3 separate regions of the Mus musculus genome follow, and all the other regions are linked to region 1. The links are chromatin contacts, called in public ChIA-PET maps. All regions are on one chromosome and are shown on one strand. The core of a region is the stretch at or near the end of the contact, and the rest is flanking DNA. Distances in the headings are between cores, read along the strand shown.

The links. ChIA-PET counts read pairs in DNA pulled down with a chosen protein or histone mark.
Region 2: an RNA polymerase II ChIA-PET map of memory CD8 T cells shows a contact between it and region 1, with 6 read pairs. The contact joins two enhancer-like sites. A contact is called at or near these places in 4 of 484 Hi-C or Micro-C datasets (the HPC-7 cell line, forebrain, lens fibers and 1 more), 2 of 115 datasets of contacts at active chromatin or transcription factors (embryonic stem cells and memory CD8 T cells) and 2 of 9 other capture datasets (liver and pancreatic islet).
Region 3: a contact with region 1 is called in an RNA polymerase II ChIA-PET map of memory CD8 T cells, with 9 read pairs. The contact joins two enhancer-like sites. A contact is called at or near these places in 2 of 484 Hi-C or Micro-C datasets (Sertoli cells and cortical neurons), 1 of 115 datasets of contacts at active chromatin or transcription factors (memory CD8 T cells) and 1 of 9 other capture datasets (adipose tissue).

What each region holds. Positions count from the first base shown.
Region 1 is chr1:179,239,183-179,242,636 of GRCm38.p6, reverse strand. The region is part of intron 5 of Smyd3 (SET and MYND domain containing 3); the gene reads left to right. Among named protein-coding and RNA genes, the nearest start is that of Gm31349, 87 kb to the left of the region's middle. Within about 2 kb of position 1,821, at least 17 of the 459 cell types and tissues checked have an H3K27ac peak or open chromatin away from gene starts, as enhancers often do. A contact at or near this core is called in memory CD8 T cells, where this site is marked.
Region 2 is chr1:179,361,170-179,364,623 of GRCm38.p6, reverse strand. The region is part of intron 5 of Smyd3 (SET and MYND domain containing 3); the gene reads left to right. Among named protein-coding and RNA genes, the nearest start is that of Gm31349, 35 kb to the right of the region's middle. Within about 2 kb of position 1,648, at least 15 of the 459 cell types and tissues checked have an H3K27ac peak or open chromatin away from gene starts, as enhancers often do. A contact at or near this core is called in memory CD8 T cells, where this site is marked.
Region 3 is chr1:179,167,650-179,171,103 of GRCm38.p6, reverse strand. All of the region lies in intron 5 of Smyd3 (SET and MYND domain containing 3), which reads left to right. Among named protein-coding and RNA genes, the nearest start is that of Gm31349, 160 kb to the left of the region's middle. Within about 2 kb of position 1,508, at least 33 of the 459 cell types and tissues checked have an H3K27ac peak or open chromatin away from gene starts, as enhancers often do. A contact at or near this core is called in memory CD8 T cells, where this site is marked.

The DNA of each region.
Region 1 (3,454 bases), core at 572-3,071:
AATCAATGAGGAAACTATGTAACATGGGAAAGTTAAAGGTCTGTGGGCAATAAGAATATAGGACTAATGTATTTTAAGCCCTGAGTGACTTTAGGATTCATTAACAGGACCCTCCCAACAATGAGTTAGAGGCATTTGATGTTATTAATTCCACCAAATTTGCACATGCATTTCTACTCTTACCATGCGTAGCAAAGCTTCTGATAATAGATGAATGCTTAATACTTTAGAATAGCAATTTAAAAAACCCCGGGCATGCCCATTTTTGCCACATCGTTTCTTCCCTCTTTGTGTTTTATTCTATTACATTGCAGTGAGTTTAAGTATCATACCAGTTTAAGAGCTGATTCTTTAAAAGCAGAACAGAACAATTAGCGGGATTCACCTGTAGATTCAGGATTCTTCCCCCCATCTTTTGTCTGCTACTCTTCATTCTGACACATGATCATCACACTGAAGCACCAGATCCATAGGAGCTGACAGAGAGGCTCTCAGCCTGACTGTGAAAGGACAGGTGGTGATGCCTGACTCAGGTGGATAAGGGACATAGTAGAGTGTTAGTTACCCTTTGCAGTGACAGAGGAGTTCCCAAAAGTGGAACCCTTTTCAGAGCTACTGTATTTCCATCTAATGATCATGAGCAGGGGATTTGTTTTTAAAGTGCTACCCCCTCTTATCCATGCCTTTGCACTTTGCCTTTCTCTGTAGGAACACTGGAGACCATACAGTTTCTCTAATGTCCCTTGGGTCGTGGTTGCCAACCCTGGTGGATTCATTGCCCCTTTATAATCTAGTCCTGCAAGCCTTCTTTATTTCTGAAATGTAGTAGATGCCTTAATTCTATACATAGTTTTAAAAGATTAGATAGCCATAACTGTAACATCAATGGCAATGGTATTTTAAGCATTTTATTGTATGAAAGTTTGATTGCGCTCTAGAGTACAGTGTGATGTTCGGGTCCCTCAGGCATTTAGATGGTCTCATAATGAACAGGTTTGGATTAATGGTAAGTAAATCAGTGTTGGCAAGAGTTTGTATTGAGAGTTGAAGCTTTGACATGAGTTCTAAGTAACTATACACATAAACACACAAAGTGACCATAGATGGTCATACATCTGTACATGTAGGTTGTGTAGGTGTGCTGTGTTCGTAGCTTAAACATCATGAATTGTGGACACAAGTTTCCCTCATGGCAAACAACTCTCCACACAGTTCTATACCATGCAAAATATATCTCTTCCTCAGTTAAGAAAATTGCATTCTTTGAAAAAAAAATGCAATATATATAAAACTATGCAAGAAGTTCACTAGTCTATAAGTAAAATGGAAAAGGCTGTAGGTTCCTCACAAACACATTAGCTGGAGACTGGTGGAAGATTTGAAAGACTTGCAGTATGTAGGACAATTCTTTCTTAACCCAGTCTGTCCTGTTTAGCAGAGCTGCCAAAATGTCCTCATGGTGATTGAAAACATTCAAATGACCCCAATGCTATGTGTCCCCACTGTAAACCACTGGCGCCCATCTGGGGTCCTGTTCATGCTGTGGTACCCTGTAACTCACAGCAGCCTGGCACCACACCTGGTCTAAGGGGTACCCTTGGAGTTCTGTAAGTATTTGCTTGAAGAGAGTACCAGATGGTGCCTCATGACTTCTGGGTTTATGGGAGTGATTTCCAGATGGCGGCGGCTGATAGTGCCTTAGTCCCTTCCCTCAGACAGGTCTGCTTTACCGTTTCCTCAAAGGCTGCTGAGCGTGAACTGCTTAGAGTAGGAGCTTGTGCTTCTTACTACTGCTCTGAGGGCAGAAGTTTTGTGGTTGAGTTTGTTTTTGATGTGTGGGTTAACCGATTGGGTATTTCCTCTGTTGTCATCTGCATGTTATTGACATGTGCCCATGTTCATTGCTCTGAGTCCCTGTCACCAATTCTGATAAGACATCTCTGCTGTTCTTACCATTGTTCCTTTGCCTTTATCCCTTCCCCAGCTGTATGAAAGGCATTCTGTTACATGTTACTACTCCATCAAAGCGTGTCTTTCCTTCTCAGTCATCACTCATCCACCTCTGTGCTCAGCTGCCTTTTTAAAAAATGTTGTTATATTTTTAACACGTTACATATTTAATAGTGAACAGCTTAATTAAAAAGAAATGTTATTTTTTTCCCAAAGTCCGTGAGAGTCTAGAAGTATCTGAATGACTCACTTTCTAGAAAACACAAGTTTATTTGATGAAGAAACCTGTGTTTTGGTTTTTTACATTTCTTCGTGTGTGGCTATCATTGAGCCTTGATTAGGAAAATTTGGATACCATGTGGAGGGGTATAAAAAGCTCTTTCAAAATTTTTGAGCTCAGATTAAAATGAGGAAAGTCCCATTGTAGTGACTTTAAATAGTGTTCATTATGTAGTTTTTTTTTTTTAAAAAAGAGAATGATTGGATGGCGTTCTCTCTGAGTTTATGGAATACTAAGGAAAACCATTCAAGAGTTTAAATATGCTGTCATCAACATCACCGCCAACAAGAATTATCCCACAATTATTTACATGCCAAAAATTCATTAGGAAAAATATGAACAGATTTTATTTGGCCTAGGTGAAGCTTGTCCAGGTCTTGTGTGTGAACATAAGGTATTTTTTAGAAACAGGGAATATTTTCACTTGAGACTTCCTATCTAGTTATTACCATGTGTGTGTATGTGTGTGTGTTATATGTGTGGTGTCATGTATGTGTATGTGCAGGTGTGAGTGCACATGTGTTTGAATGCCTCTGGAGGTCAGAGGTTGACCTCTGTCATCTTGTTTTTGAGACAGGGCCTCTCAGTGAACCCAGAGCTCATTGATTTAGCTAGAGAGGCTGGCCAGCTTCAGCAATCTGCTAGCTCCCTCATCCCTCCTTCACTTCAGCAATGAGGTTAAATATGTGTCTTGCTGTACCAGCCTTCCCATGGGTGTTGAAGCTCTGAATTCAGGTTCTCATGCATCCATGGCAAGCACATTGCCAGATGAGCCAACTGCCCAGGTGTGTCTTAAATGATGCCCTTGTGTCTGTTCCTGGCACTTAGGTTGCCTGCCCTATACAAGTGTGTGTGTGTGTGTGTGTGCTCGTGAGTGCGCGCGTGATCACAATAGATGGATGGAGAGAGAGAGAGAGAGAGAGAGAGAGAGAGAGAGAGAGATATTTTACGTATTTTTGTCCACCATAGTACTTTAAATGTTACAGTTGACCAATGTATATTGGATGGCAGTTTTAGATTTTATGCTTTAAAAAAAAAACTTTCGAAGACTTTTAGATTCTAGTCCAGTTGAAACAGCCTTTTGTCTTTTAAGCTCATAGGACTCTAGACTGTTCTTGATGAATGGTGCCTCTCTTTAGAAAATTCCTTTGGTAAATAGGAAAAGGGCTTTCGGGAGGTTAAGCGACTGTCCCAGCTCACTAGCTGGCTAGTGATGGTATTCAG
Region 2 (3,454 bases), core at 399-2,898, 120 kb before region 1:
TGATGCAAGTCTCCTAGCACCACATCATCATCACAGGAGTGACACTTAAGCTTTGTCACATACTGTCGGAGAGAAGCAAATCACCGACTGCTCACGCTCCAGGGGAACAGATCTTACAGGGCATGAACGCTGGAAAGCAGGAATCACAGTCTGGGGTACCCTGGTACATCTACTTCTTGTCCCCCAGATATGTCAAGGGAGAGAAGAAAGCAAGCAGGAGAGCTTGTGAGAGCTCATTGAGTAACAGGAGAGTGAGCCATGGAGGAGACACCGCTGGGATCCACATGGCTGCATCTCTAGTTTTCCCGGCTGATGTAAGGCTTCAGTAAGTGTCTAAGTTGTTGGTTCTTGCTTATCTTCTATTTGCCTTCTCACTGTCTAAATGATCCTGTTGTCTTGGTGCCTTTGTCTTTTAATAAACTTAACTCTGTATTTAAATGGGCATGTAAATGTCCATACCATACCACTAACCACACCCATGACCACGCCCACCACCACTACCAATATCTAGAACATTCAATCACCTTCAAGTTTCCAGATCTCTTTCTGGTGACAATCTTTCCATGCCTGGCTATAGTAATCAGTGATCTGCATCGGGCTTCTAGATTAGTTAGCTTATTTTTGAATCTCTGTTCTGGCTTACTTCACTTAATATAATGACTTCTAAGGCTCATTCCCACTGCCATTTGTCCTGCTGTTACAGAATGTGGCAGTTGTAAGGGTCTGGCATAGCTTGTATATCTTGTCACCTGTCAATAACCATCTGTATTCTCTCCAGTGATTAGGAACTGTGGCCAAAGCTACTGTCTCTGTATGGACATATGGCTTATTGTGCTCACATAAATACCAGTAATGAAATCACTGGGCATATAATAAGTGTAGTTTTCAATTAACACAATAGTGCCAAACCATTTTCCAATGTGATTATGCAATTTTGTATTCCCACCTGCAGCGCGTGAGGTTGCCAAGTCTTCTACTTTTTCACCAACACTTCATAGAGTCTCTCTTTCCAATTGAACTGCATGGAGCAGGCGTGCAGTGATAGCTTGTGATGGTTTTAGTTAACCCCAATCTCCCTTTCCTTTCCTCTCCCTGCTTTAAGCGTTGAGTCTACCCCGGGTCCCACATGTGCTAGCTCTAGTACTGATCTGTACCTTCAACCCTAGATTGCATTTTATAATTAAGGTTCCCAATCATTTTACACAGACCTTTGGCCATTTATACATCTTTCACAAAACCTTGCAATTCCTTTAAAGTGATCTGAAGTGGATGAATTATTTCAGTTGTTTAAATTCGCAAAATGGTACTGACCTTTGTATGTAATTGCTCATATATTAATTTAATGAACACACATTAAGCAGCCAACAGATACTAATTGCTTTATGCACATTGACTGGTATTACATATTTTCATATCATCCCTATGAGATTAATGATGCAGTTATCCCCATTTTATGGATGGAAAGTTGAGGCCTTCGTAGAGATGCTGAGTGACTTCCCTGCTGTCTTGTCCAGGCTAATAAAGAACGGAGCTAGTGTCTAAACTTGGCTCTCTGACTTCATGTCACATCTATGTTACAGCTCTGGGTAGCTGCCGTAGGGATGATCTGGTATGCACAGTCCATTTGCTGACCACTGTGTTTGACAGTCATGCTTTGTTCCTGCTGAATCAGCGGTGTGGCCTGGCTGTGAGGAGAGACACCCTCTGAACACAGTAGCTTAGGTTCCTAGAAGCCTCTTCCTACGACGGTCGACTTTTCTCAAAATAAATAAGTAGTGAATAAAATCTTCCAACAAAAATAAAGACCGAAGGGTTAGATAGCAGTAGCATCTACCAGGTATTCTAGCTCTAGTGGCCCTGGAACTTTCTATATAAATGTGAGGCTATAGAGATAGACTCCACGCACATTGTCTTCTTCATCCCAATGCTGTCCTTGGTGCAGCATTTCTGGGGAATCACTTCAAGGGTTGCAGCCTGGTCTATAGAAAGAACAGGAAAGGAGCAGACCAGGATGTTAATTCCCAGTGCTCTGGGCTGATTGGTCACTTTCCCGCTGCCCGTGTTCAGGACGAGACAGGTTATTTCATAGGGTTTATAGGCTACTCAGTAAAATTTGGATGAATTTGTACTGGCTGGAGAGATGGGGTGCATGATCTAGTGAAACATCTAGAGTTACACAATTTCAGAAAAGCATGGAGTTGCTTTCAATTATGTGCAATAATTTAGTTTGTTTTTTAATGCATGGAAGAAATGTGCACATTTAGAGAACAGAGTCCACAGCATTCAGCAAGCCTTGAAGCAAAGCCCCAGAATCAAACATTGGCTTGAATGTCAGTGTGCCCACAACAGTGTTTTTTATTACACGACTCATTCCTTTTATAAAAGTCAGGCATTGTGAGAAGTCCAGATGTGAAGCTTAGAATAATAAAACCAGAGAAAGAATACATCAGAGATTTGTAAAACCCAGTTAATATGGAAGTAATTAACTATGGGAATCATGGTATGTTCTTCAACAATAACCTTGAAACTTCATTTCTGTGTCTAATGACTCAGAGTCTCATAAAAAAGAAAAGGGGGGATATGCTCTCAGGCAGGCTGTGAGGAAGTTCTGAGGTCTTCTCTTTCCTGACGAGCACACACAGGCTTAGTCTAATGTGGGACTAGGGCTTGACATAAAGCCTGACATTGCTGGAGGAAGGGGTAGCTGGAAAACTTTATATAACTAAGCAACAGAAGTGACCGCGTGCTCTTACTTAACAACGTAACAATTACAAAACACAAGGCAAGCAGGAGAGAATTAGTAATAATTTAAAAAGAAAACTGAGCTAGGTTTTGTAAATGAAATCAAGACAGAAAAAAAAAATCTCGATGATGAAACCAAGTGGTAGAGCTTTGAAAAAAAAATCAAAGTGGTTAACACCCTGGCTCCGTAGAGGCTGAGGAGGAAGGAGTGAGAAGAGAGGGAGGGGGCAGGGGCGAGAGAGGGAGCTTGCTCAATGGGAACATCATTACTTATAAATGGAAAAGATTAGGCAGGGATCCTGTGATCCAATCCTTTGCCAAGAAATTAGGTACCTGGGTGCAACTGATTAGTTCCCAGAACCTAACAAAAATCTGTACTGACACCAAACATGAAGAAGTAGAAAACTTGAATAAAACTATAATCAGCCGGGCAGTGATGGCCCATGCCTTTAATCTCAGCACTTGGGAGGCAGAGGCAGGCAAATTTCTGAGTTCGAGGCCAGCCTGGTCTACAGAGTGAGTTCCAGGACAGCCAGGGCTATACAGAGAAACCCTGTCTCCAAAAACCAAATACCAAAAACCAAACCAAACCAAAACCCCTATTGTAGCCTCTCCTCCCCAGCCTGAAACCTGCTTGCTCAGGGGTGGAGCTTGCTGCTGAATTGTTCTGCCACGCCCACTGCTGGAGCCTGCTGCTTTCCTGTTTCTGAGC
Region 3 (3,454 bases), core at 259-2,758, 71 kb after region 1:
ATTTCAGTATATTGAAATAATTCTAAAAAAAGATTGCGTAATAAGCCCCGTGACATCACAGCCTTCTGGGACATCACAGTCTTCGAGCCTTCGAGTGTTGACCTCTTCCCTCTGTGAGCTGAAAATGTAACGGAAAATAGCCCAGTAGAAAAGTAGACTGCGGGAGGGTATGTTGTCTCTGTCAGACAAAAACACAGCTCACATTTCCCCCAAATGATTCAAATCTAGAGCTGTGCACGAAGGTCGAAGACAGACTAGTGTGATCACCAGAAACCAACAGAGCAGGAGCCCGCTACAGTTTTTGGGTCTGAAACCCAAGTAGAGGATCAGGCGCTGGACTAGTGGGAGCTGAGACAGGGGAGGATAGGACCTGTGATCTCGGAGCCATGGAGCCACTTGAACAGTAGAAATGGAAACAATCTGAGTGGGCAAGAAATACCCGAGGCCACATACCGGAGCTCCCAGACACAGAAGCCATGTTATGTTGTCCTGAGGGTCAGCCTCCAAGGAACCAGGCAACAGGATCTGGAAGTCCATTTATAACAAATGTACAGAAGAACAAAGCTCTACTGAATTCTGAAGTTTTACTGGTGGGCTCGGTAAAGGACAAAAGGCTTGGTAGTAAACTGTGCCAGAGAAACAAGTATTATTCAGAAAAGGTAAATTGGGGGGGGGGGAGACAGACAGATAGACAGACAGACAGACAGACACACACACAGACACGACAGAAAAACAAACAAACAAACAAAAACAAACAAAAAAAAACTGGGCTGGTGGCGCAAGCCTTTAATCCCAGCACTCGGGAGGCAGACACAGGCGGATCTCTGAGTTTGAGGCCAGTCTGGTCTACAAAGTAAGTTCCAGGACAGCCAGGGCTACACAGAGAAACCCTGTCTCGAAAAACCAAAACAGACAGACAGACAAACAAAACAAACAAACAAACAAAACCCAGAGACATGACAGAAACAGAGAGAGAAAGATTATTTCTCCAGCTGCAGATGTAAATGCTCTTTGACTCAGCAGTTATGCATAGATGAATATTTCCTATAGTCATTTATCAAATACACAATGTGGCAGATGTATGTGGTATCAACCACACCTTACTTTGCAATAGGAAAAGCGCTGAGATAGTATCTGAAAGTCCATCAGTACTCAAGCTGTCGTAACCGCTTCTGGGAACTGTATGACACTGTGCAAAGTTGACACTAAGCTGCTTTGATAAGAGTGCAGACATTCACATGTGCCACATTACCATGGTTACTTGTGTAAAAGGAAAGGGAAGAACACCTAAGTGTGTTTTCTTGTCAATGCAGGATGTAAAAAAAACCACAAGAAAAGTAATATTGTCTCTGGATATAGAAACCACTAAAAAACGATCCTCCTTTTTTTCTCCTTCTTTTTTTTTTCCTTCTTTCCCCTTTTCCTTTCTTTTTTTGCTTTGTTTCCTGTGGCCAGGTTTCTCACTGTGGCCCCAGCTCTCCTGGAACTTGCTTGGTAGACCAGGCTGCCCTGGAACTCAGAGATCTCTACCCCTCGAGTGCTGGGATCAAAAGTGTGCGCAGCCATGCCTGGCTCATCCTTTTCATTCTTATTTGAGAAGTAAAGGAAACCTGGCCCCCGTTTGTATCCAGCCTTGTGTAGCTTTACACTGAAACCTCTAATTGAGATGCTTCTTGGATAATGCTTTCTCGAAAGAAATCGGCAAGGCTGTTTGCAGAGCCAGCATAGTGCGATGGCCCAGGTGGCTTCAACGTGCAAGCTGTGACCCATCTGCCCATGCCCCCGCCCCCCCAACCCCATGTTCATCTCCATCCTGCCTCTTGAATCTCTGTGTTCCCCAACCTTCTGGAAACCAGTAATGCTGCGTATTCGTAGATACAGTTCCACTGCAGGCCCAGCTAACACAGTTGTGCGTACCTAGGGGCCTGATGGAGCAGAATGCTTGTCTCTGCTTACAATGCACACTCCCCTTAGCTGTTCATGCTGTCTCTTGAATATTTATTTTTATATAGAGCAAGTTGTATATCATCAATAAGCAAACATTTGGACAATCTGAAGAGCAAAGTACAGGAACAAATGTGCACTCCTCAAATCTGTCTCCTCTGTCTTTCTTTCCTCTTCTGGGCAAGATTTGCCAGAAGTGGAAGAAACTGAATGTGGATGTTGCACACAATTTTCAATTAAAATTGCTTGCAGTAGGAAAGTAGGCAAAGAAAGTAGATGGGGGGTGGGGGGATAGGCAGCCATAGTTGAGGTCCCCACACATGCCAGATCCCATGAACAGCAGCAAACAGGCTCCCGCAGAGAAATGGAAACACTGTTGTCCTGTGACAAGAGGTTCCAATTAATGTGACTCACATGCATCTGTCTTTCAGTAGCTCACCTCAGGAAGCAACAACCTGTCCTGCTGCAGGAGTCGGCAAAAGGCTCATTTAGTGAGTGCACCAGGAGGCAATCTGGGACCTGTGCTGAGTGGTCAGGACCCTTTTCCTTTCCATTTACCTCAGGTCAGGAGTAGCAGCTGACAGGGAGATGTGGCTGTCAGGCTTCTGAGGAGGAGGCCCTTCTGAAAGTGTATGCTCCTCAGAAGCAAAGGTATAGAAGAGATCAACATGGCATCAACATGGCCAGATCTGGGTCACTAAAACAAAAGTATATTTACCCTGTTAACATCAGAGTGAGGACTTTTGTATCCTACTGCAGAATTGATGAGCTTAAACAGGACCATCTGTCAATTATGTATACTGGACAGTGACCTGGTAGTCAGAGAGGTTCAAGATTTATTCTTGAAGCTAGCTATTACATGATTCATCGTGTATTTATGTTGGGGGGAATGGAAGGGGGGAGGAGAGAGAGAGAGAGAGAGAGAGAGAGAGAGAGAGATAGGTTGTTATGCATGTCTCTGTGTGTACAGAGAACAGAGAAGGGAGTCCTTGCCTTAATCTTTTGAGACAGTGTTTCTCACTGAACTTGAAGCTCGACTGGCAGCCAATAAGCTTCAAAAATTCCTCAGTCTCTGCTCCCAACAATACTAAAGTTAAAGCTATGCCCGTGGCCACATCCAAGGTGCCAGGAACCCAAACTCTGATTTCCATGCCTGTGCCCAAGTGCTCTTGCCTTATGGGCCGTCCCCTCAGCCACCTACACACATTTGATGAGGAACACTGGTGGGACCCAAATTACACGGCTCTGTCATGGGAAGTATGGTTTGATTCTCTTTCTAAGTCTAGATTTCCAGAAAAGCCCCAGGCATCAAGGACTTCTATGATCAAGTCCTTCTTGTGAAGCTAGAGTCCCATTTGGTCCAACAGTAAAGCTCCGTGGGAACACAGCCAGGCTGTTCACACCTTCTTAAAGGGGAGGTCTTGACGAGTGCCTGCTATTCTGTTACTGCCACAGACTGACTGTGAGAGGCAGTTTTCCATATATTTAATACCTGCTTAAATATCATTCA